Regions from separate parts of the Ovis aries genome. Here region 2 is linked to region 1. A link is a contact called in public Hi-C data. All regions are on one chromosome and are shown on one strand. The core of a region is the stretch at or near the end of the contact, and the rest is flanking DNA. Distances in the headings are between cores, read along the strand shown.

Region 1 (5,960 bases), core at 619-3,118:
TGTGTGGCTTCATTCATGGTTTTTTTTTTTTAATTGAATTAGAGTTGATTTACAATGTTGTGTTAACTTCTGCCATACAACAAAGTGACTCAAAGTGACAACAAAGTTATGCATGTATGTATGTAGTTCTTTTTATATTCTTGTCTGTTATGGTTTATCCCAGGATGTTGAATGGCGTTCAAGGTTTCCATTCTCTCCAGAGTTCCCTGTGCTGTATAGGAGGACCTTGTTGTCTATCCATTCTGCATGTTGCATCTTACTAACCCCAAGCTCTCAAGCTATCTCTTCCCCAGCCCCCTCCCCTGGTAATCACAAGTCTGCTGTCTACATCTGTGAGTCTGTCTCTGTTTTGGAGATAGGTTCATTTGCGTCATAGTTTAGATTCCATATATAAGTGATGTCATAGATATTTGTCTTTCTTTTTCTGACTTACTTCACTCAGCATGAGAATCTCTAGTAGCATCCATATTGCTGCCAATGGCATCATTTCGTTCTTTTTTATGGCTCAGTTCATTCTTAGTTTCATCTCTTCCTTCTCTGAGAATTCTGTCCTTTCTAAAGTGATACCTTGAGAAAAATCACCCAGCAGGGCAAATTAGTGTCCCTTTAGTGGGGCAAATATGTTCCCACTAAAGAGAGGCGCCAGGCCTGCGGGACCCGTGATCCTTGTGGCCAGGCCACTGTAGGAGAGGATGTGGCCTTGAGGGCTGGGCTGAGGGGGTGGCTGGGTCCCCCCACCCCAGAGCAGTAGAATGGATGGTGCCCACCACCCCGGTCACTACCTGGCCCCCGCCCCACAGTGCTGCCAATGTGAAGAAGTGGGAGATCGAGCTGCAGACCCTGAGAGAGAGCAATGCCCGGCTGACCTCAGCGCTGCAGGAGTCGGCAGCCAGCGTGGAGCAGTGGAAGCGCCAGTTCTCCCTGTGCCGAGACGAGAACGACCGGCTCCGGAACAAGGTGGGCTCAGCTGAGACCCTAACCCACGGGGAGTGGGGCGCCAGCATGGGACAGGGCAGCCAGGACCTTCCTTCCACTCCTTCCCCACCCTCCCTCCACTTCCTGCCTGCCTTAGTAAAGGGAATGTAGCCACACACAGAAGTGACTTAATCCTTCTATTGAACTAAGTCTCATAGATGTGTTGCCAAGGGGAAGAGGAATCAATGGGAGACAGCAGCTTTGTCTCTCAAAGAGCACCCTTCCGTGTGCACTGCGGGTAGGCCTTTCGTGGGCAGCCTCCTTTTGGTATTTTCTGTTGGTTCAGTGACCTTCCAGAGGGTGAGGGAAGAAAACAGACTGGGGAAAGGTGAGGCATGATTGCTCAGAAACCCTGCTTCTGTGCAGACCACTATTTCCGAAAACGTGAGTTAGGAAGTGAGGACAGGGAGTGTGAGGTGGGGAGGGGGTGCCCACTGTCCTCATGTGCCCTTCACCCTCCTACCTCGACATCCGAGCATCTCGACCTTTTTTCAGGATTCGCCCGTGGCCTTCTCTGTAATCAGTCCCTCACACTCTGGTGTTGGGCTGAATGGATGTGGAGGTTTGGGGGCCCCCAGTTGAGGTCCCGGGGTTGCCATGCTGTTTTGCTGGTCAGCACTTTCACCCCACAGTTGCTGACCGTGGTCTGCTTTGCAGATTTCAGGGTCCACATCACATTGAGATGGGGACTGGCTCCCCTCACCCCCATTTGTAACCCCCCACCCTGTTCTGAGTGGATCCCCTGGAGACCGCTCACCTTCCATGTCTCACTTTGTGCAGATGGCACGTGAAACTGCCTCGTGTCCTTTTTTCACAAACTGCTGATGGTGAGGGGTGCAGGCCAAGTGCTGACTCTGCGCCTTCCCTCCTGGCTGGGCTCATCTGCCTGCCAGAGGGATCGATTGCCCTCTTTTTCCAAGCCAAGAGCTGAGTTTTCTCACTTCACATCTGAGTGTAAGAACCAAAGGGCTGTGCTGTTGGGGGGGGGGGGTGAGTGGGGGTGGGGGCGGGGGGGAGTTGTGGAGGAAGCACCTGCTGTGTAACTTGCTCGCTGGGTGGGAAGCCCTGGGAACTTGACTTCCAGGGTGGAATGTGGATATCGGGGGACCTCTGACAGCCCCCAAGGCTGGGGGTGCAGATCCTGAGGGTTGCTGCAGTCATCTCTGAGAACTGTCCTCAAGGTGACTACCCAGTGCCCTTCACCCTGAGGACTGGCACTGTCCACTAGTGGGGACCCCATTGACCTGGCGCTTGTGTTACTTGGTTCCACTCCTGCCATCCACTCTGTACCCACACTCTGGCCCCTGGAAATTGCCCAACATCAGACAGCAGTGCCAAGGTTGTCAGGCCTATACATCCCTTCCGGGGGGTCAAGCTGGGGAAGGAGAAAAAGATGCACTGTGAGGATGTGCCGGGTCAACCAGCACCTGTCATCTCTCCAGGAAGAGGCCCACAGGCCAGACGCCGTCTGCATGCATCAGTGGGGAAAGGTCATCTTGATTTAAAAGTTTTGGAAATGTCATTGAGTCCCACAGAACTGCTCGATTCTCTGCCCTGCTGGCCTCAGCTCTGGAGATGCAACAGAATCATTCAGGGCATGATTAAAGTAATGTGAACGTCATTCTGGGGAGAAGCAGACAGATTCATGGGACATGTAGCCCCTATTTGTGACAGATCCTTAAAAGCAAACCTAGAACTACTGTCCTGCGGCTGCGAGAGAAAACCAGAATCCTGGAGCATCCTGAAGCCAGGTTGTGTGACTTCCATGGCTTCTCTAGCATTAAGTGAGGTGCCTTGTGCCAGTATGAGCAAACAGCCTGGGGCAGCCCCATAGCATTCATTTGTAGCCACAAGGAAACATTTGTAAGTGGGTTAATTTAGGGTTTATTTTAAAAGAGCTGTGGCAATCTCTTGTTTAATGATTAAAGTAAAACCCATGGACTGCAGCCAGCCAGGCTTCTCTGTCCATGGAATTCTCCAGGGAAGAATACTAGAGTTGGTAGCCATTCCCTTCTCCGGGGGATCTTCCCAACCCAGGAATCAAACCTGGGTCTCCTGCACTGCAGGCGGATTCTTTACTGTCTGAGCCACCAGAGAAGCCCAAAGTAAACTGGCACCCCTGCTTTAACATGTGATATTTATTATTAAAGATTGACGAGCTGGAAGAGCAGTGCAGCGAGATCAACAGAGAGAAGGAGAAGAATACCCAGTTGAAGAGAAGGATTGAGGAGCTAGAATCAGAGCTCCGAGAAAAGGAGACGGTGAGTGGCAGAGCTCTGAGCCGTGCTGCTCACATCCCCTCGGCCTTGGCGGGTGGTCTCCACCCAGGGACACGGCAGGTGGCCGTGGGACGTGTGATCGGCCCTGGCAGCTGTCCAGACAGCAGCACAGAGACAGAGCCAGGAGCCACACCAAGGCACAAAGAGCCCAGAGCAAAGGCCTGACCATCACCCCGTGCAGCCTCCTTGTGTTTATTATATATAGACAGTCTCTCAGATCCAGGAGGAGTTGGGCATTTTCAAACGCTCTTGGAAACTTTCGTAGATGGTCCCTCATCAGAAGTTGAGTTCTGCTGTCAAATTAATGCAGCAAGAACCCCCAGTCACACAGTCATTTATCTCCTGGGGGGACAGGACAGCTAAGTACAGTGGCTCACCTCTGCACAAACGAGTCCCATTCCGAGAGCATGTTCACAAGTCCAGTTTGTTCCTAAGTCCAACAAAGTTAGCCTAGGTACCCAACTAACACAATCAGCTACGTAGTACTGTGCTGTAATAGGTTTATCATACTTTTCACACAAATAATACATAAAAAGCAAACCCAAAAAATAAAACATTTTTAATCTTGTGGTTTAGTACCTTGAAAAGTACAGTAGTATCAGCTACCTCAGCACTGCTTTGACACTTGCTTCTGGACCTCCTGGACTTGAAATAAAGATACTATACTGCTGTCCTCTATACAGTCCTGTGTAGTAAGGGACACAAAAGCTCAGCCACGTGTGGAGGATGCTTGCACGTGCCAGTGTACACCAGGCACATGAACTGATTTACGCAAGTGGACGTGCGAATGCACGTTCTCATCTGTGTAAGTCTGCAGCTCGAAGGTCCGTATGGAGGGGACTCACTGTCCACAGAGGCTGGAGACTGTGGGCAAGTTACCAGTCCTCTCTCAGCCTCAGTTTCCCTACAAAAAGAGAAATCATGCTTCTCTTTTCATGGTGGTATGCAGGCTTCATGCTTTAATTCACGGGACATAATCAGCCTTTAGAATTACCTGATGTGTGTTAGGTATAATATCATCACCGTTATTTACACGGACAACACAGGTTCCAAAAGCTGCTTCCATGACTGTACACACAAAGTTGGGGATTTTCAAGAATACATTTTATCTCACTTGCTCTCATATTCTTCTTCAAACTTCTGTCCCCTGTAGGAGTTGATAGACCTCCGAAAACAAAGTGAAATCATACCTCAGCTCATGTCAGAGTGTGAATACGTCTCTGAGAAGTTAGAGGTAAGAGCGGGGAGCACATGCACTTTGACTCAGGTGTGAAGGCATCCGTCATGTTACCCATTTCTCCGAGGCCTCTCCCATTCTCGCCTCACTTGGTGAAGAAGAGTGACTTTGGATCCCTAAACAGCCAGTGTAACTACTTGCTGGTTGCCTGCTCTGCCTCCAGGGGAAGACTCAGCTGTGTCTGCCTTTTTGTTTTTCCACTTATACAAAGGTGTCATGTGTGTAACTGTAGTGCAGGAGGCTGTTTCCTGCCAGCAGAAGTCCCTGCAGACCCACAGAAGGGCCAGGAAGGAGCAGGGGACAGAGGGAGGGGCTAGGGAGAGCCTCAGACCAGGGACTGTTCCACTGCCTCAGCCAGAGACCTTGGATATGACCTTGGGCAGGCACGCCTCTTCCTGGCCTCAGATTTCTGATCCACAGAGGGAGTGTTTTCAGGTCCTCCCTCACCTCCGAGGGTCTCCTCACTTCTAGAGCACTTTGTTCAGGCACACAGGCTCAGTGTTAGTAACTGGTTCCTGTAACACATTTTTAGAAGGCCTCATTTTATCCCCACAAGATGGAAGCTCTTGTTTGCTATGAAGAATGATCACGTAAGGACTCACAGCAGTCCCGCCACTGGGAGCTTGACTGTCTCCATGGCAACACCACAGGACAGCCGGTGCGCAGACCCACCGTCCCTGCGTCTGGCACGGCCAATGCTCCCTCACGGACAGCCAGCAGCTGGCCTGGGGCCAAGGAGGCCTTGCCTTCTCAGGGGAGACAAGTCACTCTCCCATGCATGCTGTTTCTCCCCCAGAATGGAACCCAGAGGGGCCCCTGCTGAAAACCCTGGGCCTGGGGCTGAAAACCCCATAGGCTGGGATGTCAGATTTCCTCTGCCAGGCACTTTATGAAAGCATCGCTTGGCACCAGGCTGCTTTGGGCAGAACTCGGAGTTCTGCATTCTCTGTGGGCATCGTTTTAAGATGAGATCGCTGCTGGCAAACAGCAGGAAGGAGGGGCACACACCTGATTTCCGGGGGTGGGGGAGCACTTGACACCTCCAGAGGCAGGCCTACCGCGGGGACCAACTGACTGACTATCACAGGTCTCAGTGGGCTCCTGCTTTGTTCCCAGACCCTTCTTTCTGTCGCTCATGAATTTGCCTTTGGCTGCGCGGGGTCTTCGTTACTGTGCTGGGCTCTCTCCGGTTGTCGTGAGCAGGGGCACACTTGGTTGCGGTGCACGGGCTTCTCACTGCGGTGGCTTCTCTTGCTGCCGAGCATGGGGGCTTCACTAGTTGCATCTCCCCAGCTCTAGAGCAAAGGCTCCGTAGTTGTGGTGCCTGGGCTCAGTTGCTCCGAGGCCTGTGGAACCTTCCCAGACCTGGGATCGAACCCGCGTCCCCTGCATTGGCAGGCGGACTGCCCTCCACTGTATCAGCAGTCCGCCCTCTCTCCTTCCGCTGCAGGCGGCGGAAAGAGACAATC
Region 2 (5,230 bases), core at 2,658-5,157, 120 kb before region 1:
CATTTACTCTTCTGAAGTAATACATACCGATTGCCTCTATTTCTCAGGCCACCACCAGCTCTGCTATTCCATTCCTCAACGATCGGAGGAGACTCGGGAGGGCGTTTTAAGTATTCTTGGTATTCTTTGTCATCTTCTGTGAATCTACTGGCAAACATCTCTTCAAAATTTGGAACAGCTTCAGAAGTGTCAGTCATTCTGAAATTCTGTACAGGTTTTTAATATGTTTCTATTAGAATTTTTTTTTTTTTAAGTAACACTATCTTTACCAGATAATAGGAAGTAAACACTTTTAGGGAGAGTATGTGTAAAGCCCTTGTGTACCTTTAAATCTAAGACAGGCTAGATTCAATTCAGTGTTTCTTCATTACTATAATAGACGCACTATGCTAACTAGGAGCCTGGGATACAAAGATGAAAAATATATCATGAACCTTGCCCACAAAGAGCTCTCAGTCTGGTAGAATAGACAGTTGTCGTATAAATATAAAGGGAGGAGCAGCAAATGTCAAGAAATTAAACTCTAAAAGTGGGCAAGAGTAAAATAGTGAAATTCTTTATATTTAATGTAAACAACTCTGCTTTTTCAGAGGCAAAGGGGTGGTTTAAGTAGGGAAGTCTCAAGAACAAATTTACCATTTAGAAGGATCACTTTTCTATTAATAACACAGTAGAGAACAGATTAGTGAGTTTAAGGGCAGATTACTGCAATAATGTGACATGCTGAGGATTTAATCTGAGGCGCAGACTGTGAAAATAGTTTTAAAAGAATTCCAAGAGGAATCAGTAGTAGATGTTATGAAGAGAGGGGATAAAGGATAAAGGAAGAGAGGGGATAAAGGATAACTCCTAGGTTTCTGGCCAAATAATTGGTCAGGTTATGGTATCACAGGAACTAGAAAGTGAAGGTAGTTGAAGAGCCACACTGAGGTAAGTTAGTTATGATATGTATATCCACATGAAGAGTCAGTTCACAGTTTAAATTTCTGGGACGGAGAACTGGGCAGACAACAAATGCAATGGGAGACATCAATTTTGCTGGTGGATAATGCTGTGAGAAAGAATGAGACTCCTCAGGAAGGCTATGGAAAAAGAAAGAGTAACAAAAAACAATCCTAGAGAACATCATCATATAAAGATGATAAAGAAGGGATAAGAGGAGAACCCCAAGAGATTATCATAGAAGGCAAGAGATTAAAGAGTGAAAGGTCATCAGTGTTGAATAGTAACTGGAAAGAACCAAGAAGAAAAAATTAATTTTATTTAGCCATTAGGAGCTGATTAGAGTAGCAGGGATTAAAGCAGGACTACAATTAATTAAGAAGTAATTGGAAAGTAAGGAAATAGAAATCTATACCAATTAGTCTATACTAAGCTTTCAAGAGGCCTGGCTGGAGATACACACAAAGGGTAGTAGCTAAGGGCTTACTGGAAGATTATCTCTTTTTTTCCCCAGACTAAAACACCTGATGGTTGGTGATAGGAAAATAAAAGAAGAGCCAACAAAGAAAGAAAAAGACTGAAAATACAGTGAAGTGAAGTTGCTCAGTCGTGTCCACTCTTTGCGACCCCATGGACTGTAGCCTGCCAGGCTCCTCGGTCCATGGGGTTTTCCAGGCAAGAATACTGGAGTGGGTTGCCATTTCCTTCTCCAGGGAATTGAACCCGGGTCTCCCGCATTGTAGGCAGATGCTTTTACCCTCTGAGCCACCAGGGAAGTCTCTGGAAAGACAAATAAAAAGGCCTTTAAACATACAGCTATTAAAGTCAAGGGTAATTACTATAGAATGGTATCTATTTTCTTTTTTTCTCTAATACATTCTTATTCTAGGTGTTCTGACACATGAAAAGAAGTACTATAAATATTATCTAACAGCTATGAAAACAGAAGTTTTTTTCAGCTGAGTTTTCCAGGGCAATTATGGATTCACATTTGAAGCAGTATTTAACTAAATTTTCAGAGAGCCCCCTACCTCTGAGAAAAGATTTGACTTAGGCTGCAGAAGACCTAATCCTTGAGGAACCAAGGAAGAAAGAGTTCACTTCTTATCTTCAACCAAGATCTGGAAGCCAGCCAGCCCTGGAAGTATTTTGGAGGTAGCCCCCCGCCCCCCCCCCCAATGCTCAGCTGGTAGAGTCCACCTGCAATGCAGGAGACCCTGGTTTGATTCCTGGGTCAGGAAGATCCCTTGGAGAAGGGAAAGACTACCCACTCCCAATATTCTAGCCTGGAGAATTCCATGGACTGTATAGTCCATGGGGTTGCAAAGAGTCAGACAGGACTGAGCGACTTTCACTTTCACTTCACCCAATGTCCAGTCCTTCCTTGATGCAGTCCCATCCCCTACCTTTCCTAACCTAAACCCTATCTTTCTATTCGTTGCCTCAAGACGTTTTATGATGTGGGGCATATGTGACACCATGTTAAAACTTTAAAACCAAATCTCTCTTATTTGACATCCTAGAATTATTTTTCTTCCTGTATCAATTCAGTTTATAATAAAAAGCTTTTGTCAGATGTGATATTAGAAGACAGCTTTTTCATTAGTTTGTCTTTCCTCCAAACTCCTCAAAACTCATGCGAATATTTATAATACTACTGTCGTCCCAATGAAATTACACAAAGATTATTATTTGAATTAAAGAAACAGTATCTAGATGTTTTAACTTCTTATATGTCTTATTAAATACCAGTGTGTCTGAGATTGACAAACAGCTGTCAAATTCTCAAATCCAAGGTATAGTTGAAGATAGATTCAGCAAATTAAAACCGTGCCTCAATTTCTATAGGAATTACTGGAGTCACCAGAAAGATGACCCATACCTAACCATAGGGATGATAAAAATCATAAGGCAAGGCAAATGTGCTACTGTACTATGTTCTCCCAGGATCCCCCTCTCACAAATAAGCAAATGTTTATCATCTTTATCATTACTGGTGAGGATGAAACTTAAATAGGATTTTAATTGATCCATGCTTTACTCACCTCAGGGATTTGAGGCGACTGTTCTGTTTAATGTTTAGATTGTGTAGATCTGTGGGAAGAAAAACAATAAACGACTCCCTTGAAAGAAACTCTCAAAAGGTGTGTGCCGCGGGGACGGGAACCGTAAGGGTCTTAATTAAGTGGTAGGATTAAAAGACTTCCGGCGCTAATTTGAAAGAGGAAATTGGAGCTGAAAGTGCTACCAAAGAGCTAGAAGATGCTACAAGACTTGTCCTCTGGGCCTTCAAAATCAGTCCGAGCGTGAATAATAACAAAGGACGTTATTTTCTGTTAAAAACAAACACAACAACAAACAAGGTAGGTGTGTACTCGAGGACGGCTAGTTTTTAGGCCCTAAATAAAACCACACGGAACTTTCGCTGTGGGTCACTAACCTCGGAAAGGACTACCCAGAACGGGCAGTCATGCCCTGAGAGATGAACCCAGAGAATTAACCGACGAAGACACCGACTGAGAACCGCTGCGTTTCTCAGTTCTCTCTCGGAGCTTTGACTGTTGGGCTCCTTCTAAAACACCTCGGCCCCAGGCGCGAGGGAAATTAGAGGCCGTGAGGGGGAAGCGGCTTCTGGTTTCTCCAAAAAGTCGGGTCCCAGAACTGCAGAGCCCGAGGACACCTCGCCGGCCACTCACTTCTGCCTGCCCGCCCGACTCCCTCCTCCCCGCGGCCCGAACGGACTCCTGAGCCCAGGACTGTGTCTATCCCGCTCAGGGCTCCGGATGCGCAGGGAAACCTACCTCCGGCCCAGGGCGCTGGCACAGTACCTCTCTGTACACTCCTTCAGCTCTCCCAGGTAACAGAGCCACTTCGGCCAGAATCCGACCGCCTCCTGACTTCCGCTTCCGGCGCGCTGAGGCCGAGGCTGGCCTGTGAAGTCTCGCGGGATCTCCAGCTCTCCGTGTGCATTTTCCCCAGTTTTCTCAATGCCGATGGCTCGCGCGGGGCTCTGCGAGAGTAGTTGCTGCTGCTGCTGCTAAGTCGCTTCAGTCGTGTCCGGCTCTGTGCGACCACATAGACGGCACCCCACCAGGCTCCCCCGTCCCTGGGATTCTCCAGGCAAGAACACTGGAGTGGGTTGCTATTTCCTTCTCCAGTGCATGAAAGGGAAAAGTCAAAGTGAAGTCGCTCAGTCGTGTCCGACTCTTCGCGACCCCATGGACTGCAGCCTACCAGGCTCCTTCATCCATGGGATTTTCCAGGCAAGAGTACTGGAGTGGGGTGCCATTGCCTTCTCCGGCGAGGGCAGTTAGGTCGGGCTGAAAGTGTTGATGCTTTCCGTGCACTTCCAACCGGCCTAGTGACTGGCCGGAAGAGACGCATCGCTCTATTTTGAGCCCTCTTGATTTGGAGCCGGCGACGGCTAGGGACGAAAGTTCTGGAACTTCTCAGCTGAGAAGGGCGGGAAAAGCTGCTTTCGGCCGCCTGCGCCGAGTCTGCGTGAGGAACTTGAGGCGATTGCCGGCCGAGTAGGCGCGAGGGGATCCCTTCAGCGATACTACACCCTTCACTCCTGCTCGGGCGAACCTCAGTAGTAAGATTTCTCTAGTCCGTTCTGTACCTGTTTTTGCCGAAACACTGCCCCGCTCTGCCCCAGCTTAAGTCGTCAGTACCCAGCTCCCTTCAGGAGGCTTGTCCGTTTCTTCTGGAATGTTCGTAGGTGTATAAACGCTGACTATTCCGCAGAGTATTTTGGCCTCCTTCCTCCCGAATTGCTTTCCAGAGTGGCTCCCTCATTTCGTTAATACTCTCGTGAAGTTTCCAGCTTGGAAACATCAGTGTTTCTATTTGATGCCGTTTCTGTTTTCCCTATTGATACTGACCCGCGTTTTTGGCCTTTCTCAAGCAATAGAAATTGACTAGTGACAAGAAATTCAGGGGAGGCTCTGTAGAGGCTCATGTCTATATCTTGGGATGTTGACATTCTGTCCTTTAATTAAAGCTGAATGAAATAATAGCTCCATCTAGAAATAAGTTTTCCTTCTACTGAATGTTCATTGTGCTTTGGAAACCATTCTTAATCTGTTCATTCAGTACCAGTTTCTCAGTTGGAACTTCCATTTATGTACAAGTCTTTTCTCCCTACTAGACCGTAATCATCCATTTCTGCATCCTGAGTGTGTAACGTAGTGCTTTGTATAAAATAAGCACTCAGTGTTTGTGGAATGAATGATGAACTGTGAATGTTCCAATCTACGTTTTAGAGACATTATCCTAGCTCAAATGT

What was found. Hi-C and Micro-C count contacts between places; a contact is called where the count stands out from the background.
Region 2: a Hi-C map of liver shows a contact between it and region 1, with 3 times the contacts expected there. The contact joins the promoter of HOMER2 here to the enhancer-like site in region 1. A contact is called at or near these places in 6 of 16 Hi-C or Micro-C datasets (hypothalamus, liver, mixed tissues and 2 more).

The regions. Positions count from the first base shown.
Region 1 is chr18:22,434,934-22,440,893 of ARS-UI_Ramb_v3.0, reverse strand. HOMER2 (homer scaffold protein 2) reads left to right here. Exons shown (of 10, transcript XM_060401667.1): 7 at 801-957; 8 at 3,126-3,236; 9 at 4,408-4,488; 10 at 5,942-5,960. Among named protein-coding and RNA genes, the nearest start is that of TRNAT-UGU, 28 kb to the left of the region's middle. Within about 2 kb of position 1,868, at least 1 of the 54 cell types and tissues checked has an H3K27ac peak or open chromatin away from gene starts, as enhancers often do. A contact at or near this core is called in liver, where this site is marked.
Region 2 is chr18:22,561,349-22,566,578 of ARS-UI_Ramb_v3.0, reverse strand. HOMER2 (homer scaffold protein 2) reads left to right here and starts at 3,907. Exons shown (of 10, transcript XM_060401667.1): 1 at 3,907-4,537. It overlaps RAMAC (RNA guanine-7 methyltransferase activating subunit), which reads right to left and starts at 3,844. Exons shown (of 5, transcript XM_012098521.3): 1 at 3,744-3,844; 2 at 2,988-3,036; 3 at 1,700-1,722; 4 at 28-206. The coding sequence starts at 197.